Regions from separate parts of the Salmo salar genome. Here region 1 is linked to region 2. The links are chromatin contacts, called in public Hi-C maps. All regions are on one chromosome and are shown on one strand. Each heading gives the region's core, a stretch centred on a gene start, on an enhancer-like site or on the middle of the called end of the contact. The rest is flanking DNA. Distances are from core to core; before and after follow the strand shown.

Region 1 (3,624 bases), core at 200-2,699, 70 kb after region 2:
ACCTCTCCCTCAATGTGAGCAAGACAAAGGAGCTGATCGTGGACTACAGGAAGCGGCGGGCCGAACAGGCCCCCATTAACATCAACGGGGCTGTAGTGGAGCGGGTCGAGAGTTTCAAGTTCCTTGGTGTCCACATCACCAACGAACTATCATGGTCCAAACATACCATGACAGTTGTGAAGAGGGCATGACAAAACCTCTTCCCCCCCCTCTGGAGACTGAAAAGATTTGGCATGGGCCCCCAGATCGTCAAAAGGTTCTACATCTGCACCATCGAGAGCATCCTTACCGGTTGCATCACCGCCTGGTATGGCAACTGCTCGGCGTCTGACCGTAAGGCGCTACAGAGGGTAGTGCGAACGGCCCAGTACATCACTAGAGCCAAGCTTCCTGCCATCCAGGACCTATATAATAAGCGGTGTCAGAGGAAAGCCCATAAAATTGTCAGAGACTCCAGTCACCCAAGTTATAGACTGTTTTCTCTGCTACCGCACAGCAAGCGGTACCGGAGCGCCAAGTCTAGGACCAACAGGCCCCTCAACAGCTTCTAACCCCAAGCCATTAGACTGCTGAACAATTCATAAAAATCACCACCGCACAATTTACATTGACCCCCCCCCCCCCTTCTACACTGCTGCTACTAGCTGTTTGTTTGTTACCTATGCATAGTCACTTCGCCCCCACCTACATGTACAGATTACCTCAACTAGCCTGTACCCCTGCATACTGACTCGGTAACGGTGCCCGGTATCGAGTCAGTGTATTACTTTTTATTTTAGCCTACTTGGTAAATATTTTCTTCTTGAAGTGCACTGTTGGTTAAGGGCTTGTAAGTAAGCATTTCACGGTAAAGTCTACACTTGTTGTATTTGGCGCATGTGGCAAATAAAGTTTGAATTGATTGAACTATCCATATTCCATCTTTCTTCACACAAAGTAAAAGTAACATCCAACTCACCAGCAGAAGATGAACATGATCCCAGATGACAGCCAGGTCCACCGGTACATCCCAAGAAAGACAGGTGCAAAACAAAGACAAAGGGAGAATTATGCCCATCTTGTATTAATGTAATAGTTGTACATGCTGTCAGAGGTATGCAACGTAAGACCACACCCATGTAGAATTTAAAACCAGAAGTAAAAGAGAAATTATGTACCTCAATAATGTTGTTCCTGTTTTAAACCACCGATTTATCAATTACAGATTACCGACAGATAAATCCTAGTTCCAGTTGATTAGCATGATATGTGCAGTGATACTACCAGGGAATCAAACTGTCCTTTCTTAACCACCCACGGTTGTTGTTTCTTGTCAAATCCCGGAACATGGTGGCTATGCAGATTTACCCAAAGGGATTAGTTAGAAGAATTCACAATTCACCATCTGGCCCGTACTGTAGCTATTAAATTCATTAAAAAACAACTGCATTAAAAGATATCCTGGCTGCTCACTTTTTGTTGGCAAAGAGGTTGTTCTAGGTTAACATCACCTGTGGTAGAAGAGCTAGGTCCAGGTTTGCCTTCAATGAAGCAAATTCCAATGGGATGAAAATAGAGTATCCGCTAGTTCTCCTTACTGCCGACCAATGAGGATGGCTAGTGTTAAAGTCAACAGTGGATTAAGAGGGAGAAAGAAGAAGTACTTGGAGCAGTGACTGTCACACTCTGTGTGCAAGTAAATCCTCTCGATGCTACCTTGGGTCTGAGCCTTGAACACAGGCAGCCTGGTTCAAAATCCTCTACTTTTTAAAGCAGCAGCTCCACTGTCATTGTTTGACTGATTGAGACAACAGCAACTGCTCTCTTCATAACCTTTTCATGCAATACCCTCCATGACGCAGGATGACTGCCATGTACAGGTGCATGACAGTGGAACTGATGGAATGACTAAAAATCCATGAATTTTAATCCTCCACATTATAATCTGTTTCATGACGGCATGCACATGCCTTTAATGACGGACATTCAGTACATACCGCAATCAATTTACACATCTTTGAGATTACATTGTACATTAAGAATACTTCAGTGTAAAAATAAGTCTTGATTTTTATAAAACACATACATGGCTACAATTTACATGTAAAACATCTTAATTGTGGTTCTATGAATGGTTGCTGTTGTGTAACACTGCACCCCATGTCACATATCCTGGAGGAAGGAACTTTAAGCAAATATAGGCATTTCAGATTCTTACTCACCTCAGAGACTGTACTACAAATGACATGGGCACAAGGGGTAAGATGGGGAGAGACATTCCATGCGTTCACCTGTCTGTTTCTGTTTAGTTCAAGAAAAAGTCGCCAAACTGGTCCTGCTATTACACCTGTTCCCTTTCTGTGATGGCAGATATCTCCCCCACAACCTGAAACCAAATCCAGTGGTTTACAGTTACAACACAAACAAAGGCGTGAAAGGTAGAGACAGAAGCACGTATGTGAACCTTTTTCTTTCAAGGCACTGTTTGCCCTGCAAACAATACAGGTGTTACCTGAGGAGAGGATGGTGAACAAGGAAGGAGTGCGGTTGTACTTCTTCTCATGGATTGTATGGAGATTTAACAGAAATTAAATGAATGTTTTTAATGTAATTTCAATACTGCATAAGCTTCAGCAGGTGAATTGGACTCAATGTTATGATGACAAACTACTGGCTTGTTGTGAGATCTGTCCTTCAGGATCACCTCAATATATGTGACTTCAGTGTCATTTTACAAGAGGCAACACATGGCTGAAATTACAAAGCTGATAACTGTCACTAACACAAATACAATAAGGTGTGTATTGATTTGATCAGTCTTTTCCCCTCAGTTATTATATACATGAAGAGAAGAGATAAACAGTACTCAGATAGTTATAAGAGCTCTGATCTATTTTGTGTATGTTGTTCACCACGCCACCTACACAGCATGTGTGCGTTACAAACCATGTCCTGGGGGTCCTCTGTGGCCTAGTCTGAGGCAATAGCGCATTAACTGATACTATATCACCACCTGTTGCTGGCTATTTGTTTTAAGAAAGTAGCAGTTCCCAGGCACAAAAGTGACGGACAACTCTCAGCATTTAGTGAGAGAAATGAGTGCTCTGAATTTAGCTGTTGAAGGTAATGTATTATTTCGTAAACACGTTACCTGTACAATATTGTAATATGGCCTCACCCTATTATCACTAGCTAACGTTACTGTATCAGTTAGCAGAAAGTGAAACATTGTTTCAGTAACAGTGTCAAATACAAAGTGTGTTACTAATCAACATCACTACATCTGTATTATGATATTTTTTATATTCTGAAGAGTAAACAGCTGATTTTGTCGTTTACAGACAAACAAATACAAAAGGTAACATTACCATGATGTTCCAAAACTGTAGCGTTGAGCACGAGAATGTCATATGACAACGGTAACTTTAGTTGTCGTTTGCGTATGTAATTTGATCCTTTTGAGTATCCGTAGACCTGTGTTTACATGTGTAGCGAACCATGTTAGCTAGCTACGCTAGCCGTAAGCAACACTTTACTATTTTCGAATGAGTGAGTGACACGTTTGTCCAGGCACATGTTCCTTTAAGTCAGCCTGTCTGCTGTCGTAGCCATGCTATCGCGGTTATAGCTAGTTAGCGAGCTAAC
Region 2 (3,767 bases), core at 1,146-3,645:
GCCCTAATCAGGGGCCAGATCTTTGTCTCATTCAGAGAACAGAGAAGACTCCACAGCTGGCCAGACAGAGAACAAATGGTTCCCGCCGTCTCTTCTCTTGATCGCCTCTACTACGGAGGGGCTAGAGGGAATTAATAGTATAGAGCATTGACGATGAACGATCAAGAGGCTCCTCAGAGAGGACCTACATACAGGAGTGGAAAGGAGGGAAGGAAGCAAAGAAAGGAGATTCCAGAGTAGGCCAGGTTAGCCCACAGCTGGACTGAGTAGAGTAGAGTAATGGATGGCCCTGGTGCACTCAGGGTATTTGGGATATTTGATTTAGTTATCCTAGTACCTTCAGATCTACAAGCCAGACAGAGGGAGAAAGAAGGGCAAAAGCCCTCGTCTCATTCAATCTTTGTAGGCTACTCACGGCAACGTAGAGTATTGAGTAACCAACATTCATTTGGTGATTCATGTTTGTCGAGCTAGTACTCTCCTCCTAGATTAGTGCTGATGTAGCGGGAAGCGAAATGCCGATGGGTCAATATTACACGCTATTCGTTCTGTCACAGGAACCACCGTACATGTTCAAGCTTAGATTCCCGGGTTTAATTACTACAACACTTTCAGCATCACCTGCATTTAATCTTCATGGCAGCCTGCTTGCAGGCAACAGTCCAGTACTACTGCATTTCAGTCTAATTCCACAAATCAACTAGACACTACGTTTTGCTCAGAGCAAGTTCTAGAACACTTTCATGGTTGAAAATAGGCCTAATAGTCCACGTGGGCCTTGGACTGACAACATCCTTCATTGCTTTAGTGGCATTGTTTCTTTCCCATGGTAAATGTATAATGTCACGTATACAGCCCAGGTCCAGCCATAGAAACACTTTTGAAATCCCCTGGTCAAGAAGAATGAGTCCGGATTCATCCACAGTCATTCCCAACAAAGGGAAACAGATGTTGGAGCCATTTCCCATATCTAACCAAATGCCCATGATGGGGAGGAAGTCATGCATACAGCTAGCTACACACTCACTGGCTGAGACCGTACAGGACACTGGCTCCACTCTAAACAATTCAGACGAGACAGTTTGAACAAACTAGGAGGATGGTGTAGTGTGATCTAAACGTTAACGGTTGATCGGGACGAAACAGAACGCATGCCGAGGCATGTTGAGGATTGCGGTCATATAGAGACATCTGAACTGGGTTGTGTTTCTTTTTGTACGTCTCACTGTAATGGTTTTCCTCTCATCCTGCGGGTCCCTTTGTTCCCTTCCCTCCTTCGCACCCTCTCTGGTTTAGAGTGTTTCTCCAGCAGTTTCTCTAAACATCTCTTTGATGGTGAGGCCGGAGGTAGGAGGTGGTTCTGTGACGGTCCCCTACGGCGTTTGCCTTGAGTGGACTTAATGAGAGCTCCCTGATGTTCACAAAGAGACTTACTGCTTGTGTAGGCCGGGTGTAGAGGCCATATTCCACTGAGTAACACTCTCCACTCCTCCTGCAGAGATGGCTATGGATTGACTCAGCGGAGCCCATAGTTTAAGGTAGTGAGCATAGTAATACGGCATCCTAAATGTGCGTGTTTGTCTAGTGCCACGGCCTACCTCCATCCAGGCTTCGTGAGATACGCTTGCTGGAGGTTCGCTCGAAGTAGGGTGCCGGCCTGTCGATGAGGGTGCTGGCCTGTCGTGTCTGGGCCTGGGTCCGCCCACTGTATCTGAACTTGGAGCCCAGCGTGAGAAACTTGGCTTTAGTGGGCGCTTCTGGAGTCATCAACCTGGAGAGAGAATAGGACCAAAATAAGATCAATACTATTCTGAAAACAAACTTTTTCATATCCAGTTTAGTGGCAGTATGCAAAACTTATTTCAGTTTACTGGAAGACCGTGAGAGTAGATAAGAGTACTAGATTTTCTTCCAATGAAAAATCTATTTCATGCCAGTAAACTGTGCCAACCGCTGAAGCCAAAGTGATAAACATAACCTCTCTATTTACACACAGAGATGGCTAAGGATGAGTCATGAAGACGCAGGTATAAGGGATCCATTCAACAGTCTCATTGTTTGTCAGTGACCATAAGTAAACATAGCTGTAAAGGGCGCCGAACATTTAGCCGTCTCTTATTCCCCTTAGCTGGCTCTGCTCTGAGTCACAGCTGTGTTTGGGACTAAATATTATCGGGAGACAGAGGTGGAAGTGGGGGAGGGCTGGTCGCAAACCTCCCTGCCCCTATCCTTAATCTCCTATGGCGACAGGGTTTCCTGCCCGTCCAGCTCTCCCCATTCACTTCGCAGAGCCCCTTAAATCAGACATTTCGCTCTCTCTCTCACACACACACACACACCACCCCCCCTACAGAGCAGAAGTTCCTTCAAACAGGCCTGTGCCCAGCCTGAGGGGCCGGCAGGCTGGAGCAGAGGGGAGAGGCACTCAGTCCAGATGTCTCTGGCGTCGTCCTAGTGGTGTCAGGTTTAGCCACAGTGGCGTCCATAAAGTGAGGCTCTTGCTCTCTGCTCTTATACAGGCTCATTGGGGCGGGGGTCTGTTGTTTAAACACAGGTGCGTGCAGGCCAGAGATGATTTCAACCCCATTCAAACACGCTGGCCCTGGGCGTGCTGCTGGTGTGTCAGAGTCTCCGTGGATTCCATCATGATCGCAGCAGCCCCGGCACGACTTCTCCATCCCAGCACAGCCAGGGCCTGGGTCTGACATGACATCATGCCTTCACAACACAGTACAAAAGAAGCCGCTATTTGATCAAGCTCTTTGGTCAAGCTCTTTGGCCCAAACCGATAATGACCGGGCCAATTAAAGCTCTCATTGGTGTTGATATCAGTGTACAAGACCATTAAGCAGATGGCAGTTTAAGGAGAGTCATTATTTGGAGTTGATTTAGCACACAGAGGATCTGAATAATAGAGGAGAGAGGTGCGATTGGGCTTTTGGCTATTAGTGGTTGGGTTGAAGGCAGCGAGTGATTTTTTTGCTTTGCATTTGTTGAGGCTGTGGCTCCCCTCCTTGTCATCTGTGCCAAGAACAACATAGCTCGATTAAACAGCCGAGGATCTCCATGGTGAATCTGGTTGCAATTTGTCATGGGCCGACACTCCTCTTACAAACTGTCAAACAATGCGAGGCGCAGCAGGTGGGATTTATTTAACGTGATGTGTTGCTGGGGTGATTCCAACCATAGGGCGTTGCGTTTCAAATGACGTCAAGACAGATGAACCCCCAAGGGACGGGCTGATCTGGGAGGGAGAAGTTGGGGTTTCACGGTTGAAAGACATCTCTATCAGTGGCTCTGAGGGACTCTGCTTTCCTAAAGGATATTAAATGTTTGCTCATTCTTAATCCCCAGTGGGGGACAGTTCCTTCCTTAATGATACATCCCTGCAGAGCGGACGCTAAGAAGACAGTTTAAGCGCATGATAATGGCCATGGCTTTAGGCCTCGGACGGAGAAGCTGCTTAAACAAATAAGTGCACAATGGCCTTGCTCCACTCCACTGTGCTCCATCTCTTCAGTCTTTTCACTGGACAGGAAGACTCGGAGGAACTTAGTGCTCCCTAGAGACTGGCCAATTACACACTCCAGTTGGTACACACTTCAGACTGTGGGGGGAAATGCAATTTAACATGCTCCACTGTGGTTTGACATGGGCTCCGACTGTCTGTGTTAGCTTAGACACGCATTTCACAGAGTCAACAGGTTAGAAAGGGCCTGTAGATGGATTTAAAAAGGTGGAACAGAACATTTTAACGAATGGTGCAA

The links. Hi-C and Micro-C count contacts between places; a contact is called where the count stands out from the background.
Region 1: a contact with region 2 is called in a Hi-C map of muscle, with 6 times the contacts expected there. The contact joins the promoter of epb41l2 here to the enhancer-like site in region 2. A contact is called at or near these places in 3 of 3 Hi-C or Micro-C datasets (blood, gill and muscle).

Annotation. Positions count from the first base shown.
Region 1 is chrssa06:61,187,405-61,191,028 of Ssal_v3.1, forward strand. It overlaps epb41l2 (erythrocyte membrane protein band 4.1 like 2), which reads right to left and starts at 1,450. Exons shown (of 23, transcript XM_014205074.2): 1 at 959-1,450. LOC106607761 (A-kinase anchoring protein 7) reads left to right here and starts at 2,955. Exons shown (of 10, transcript XM_014205097.2): 1 at 2,955-3,102.
Region 2 is chrssa06:61,116,941-61,120,707 of Ssal_v3.1, forward strand. It overlaps epb41l2 (erythrocyte membrane protein band 4.1 like 2), which reads right to left. Exons shown (of 23, transcript XM_014205074.2): 11 at 1,599-1,771. Among protein-coding and RNA genes, the nearest start is that of LOC106607762, 28 kb to the left of the region's middle. Within about 2 kb of position 2,396, at least 1 of the 13 cell types and tissues checked has an H3K27ac peak or open chromatin away from gene starts, as enhancers often do. A contact at or near this core is called in muscle, where this site is marked.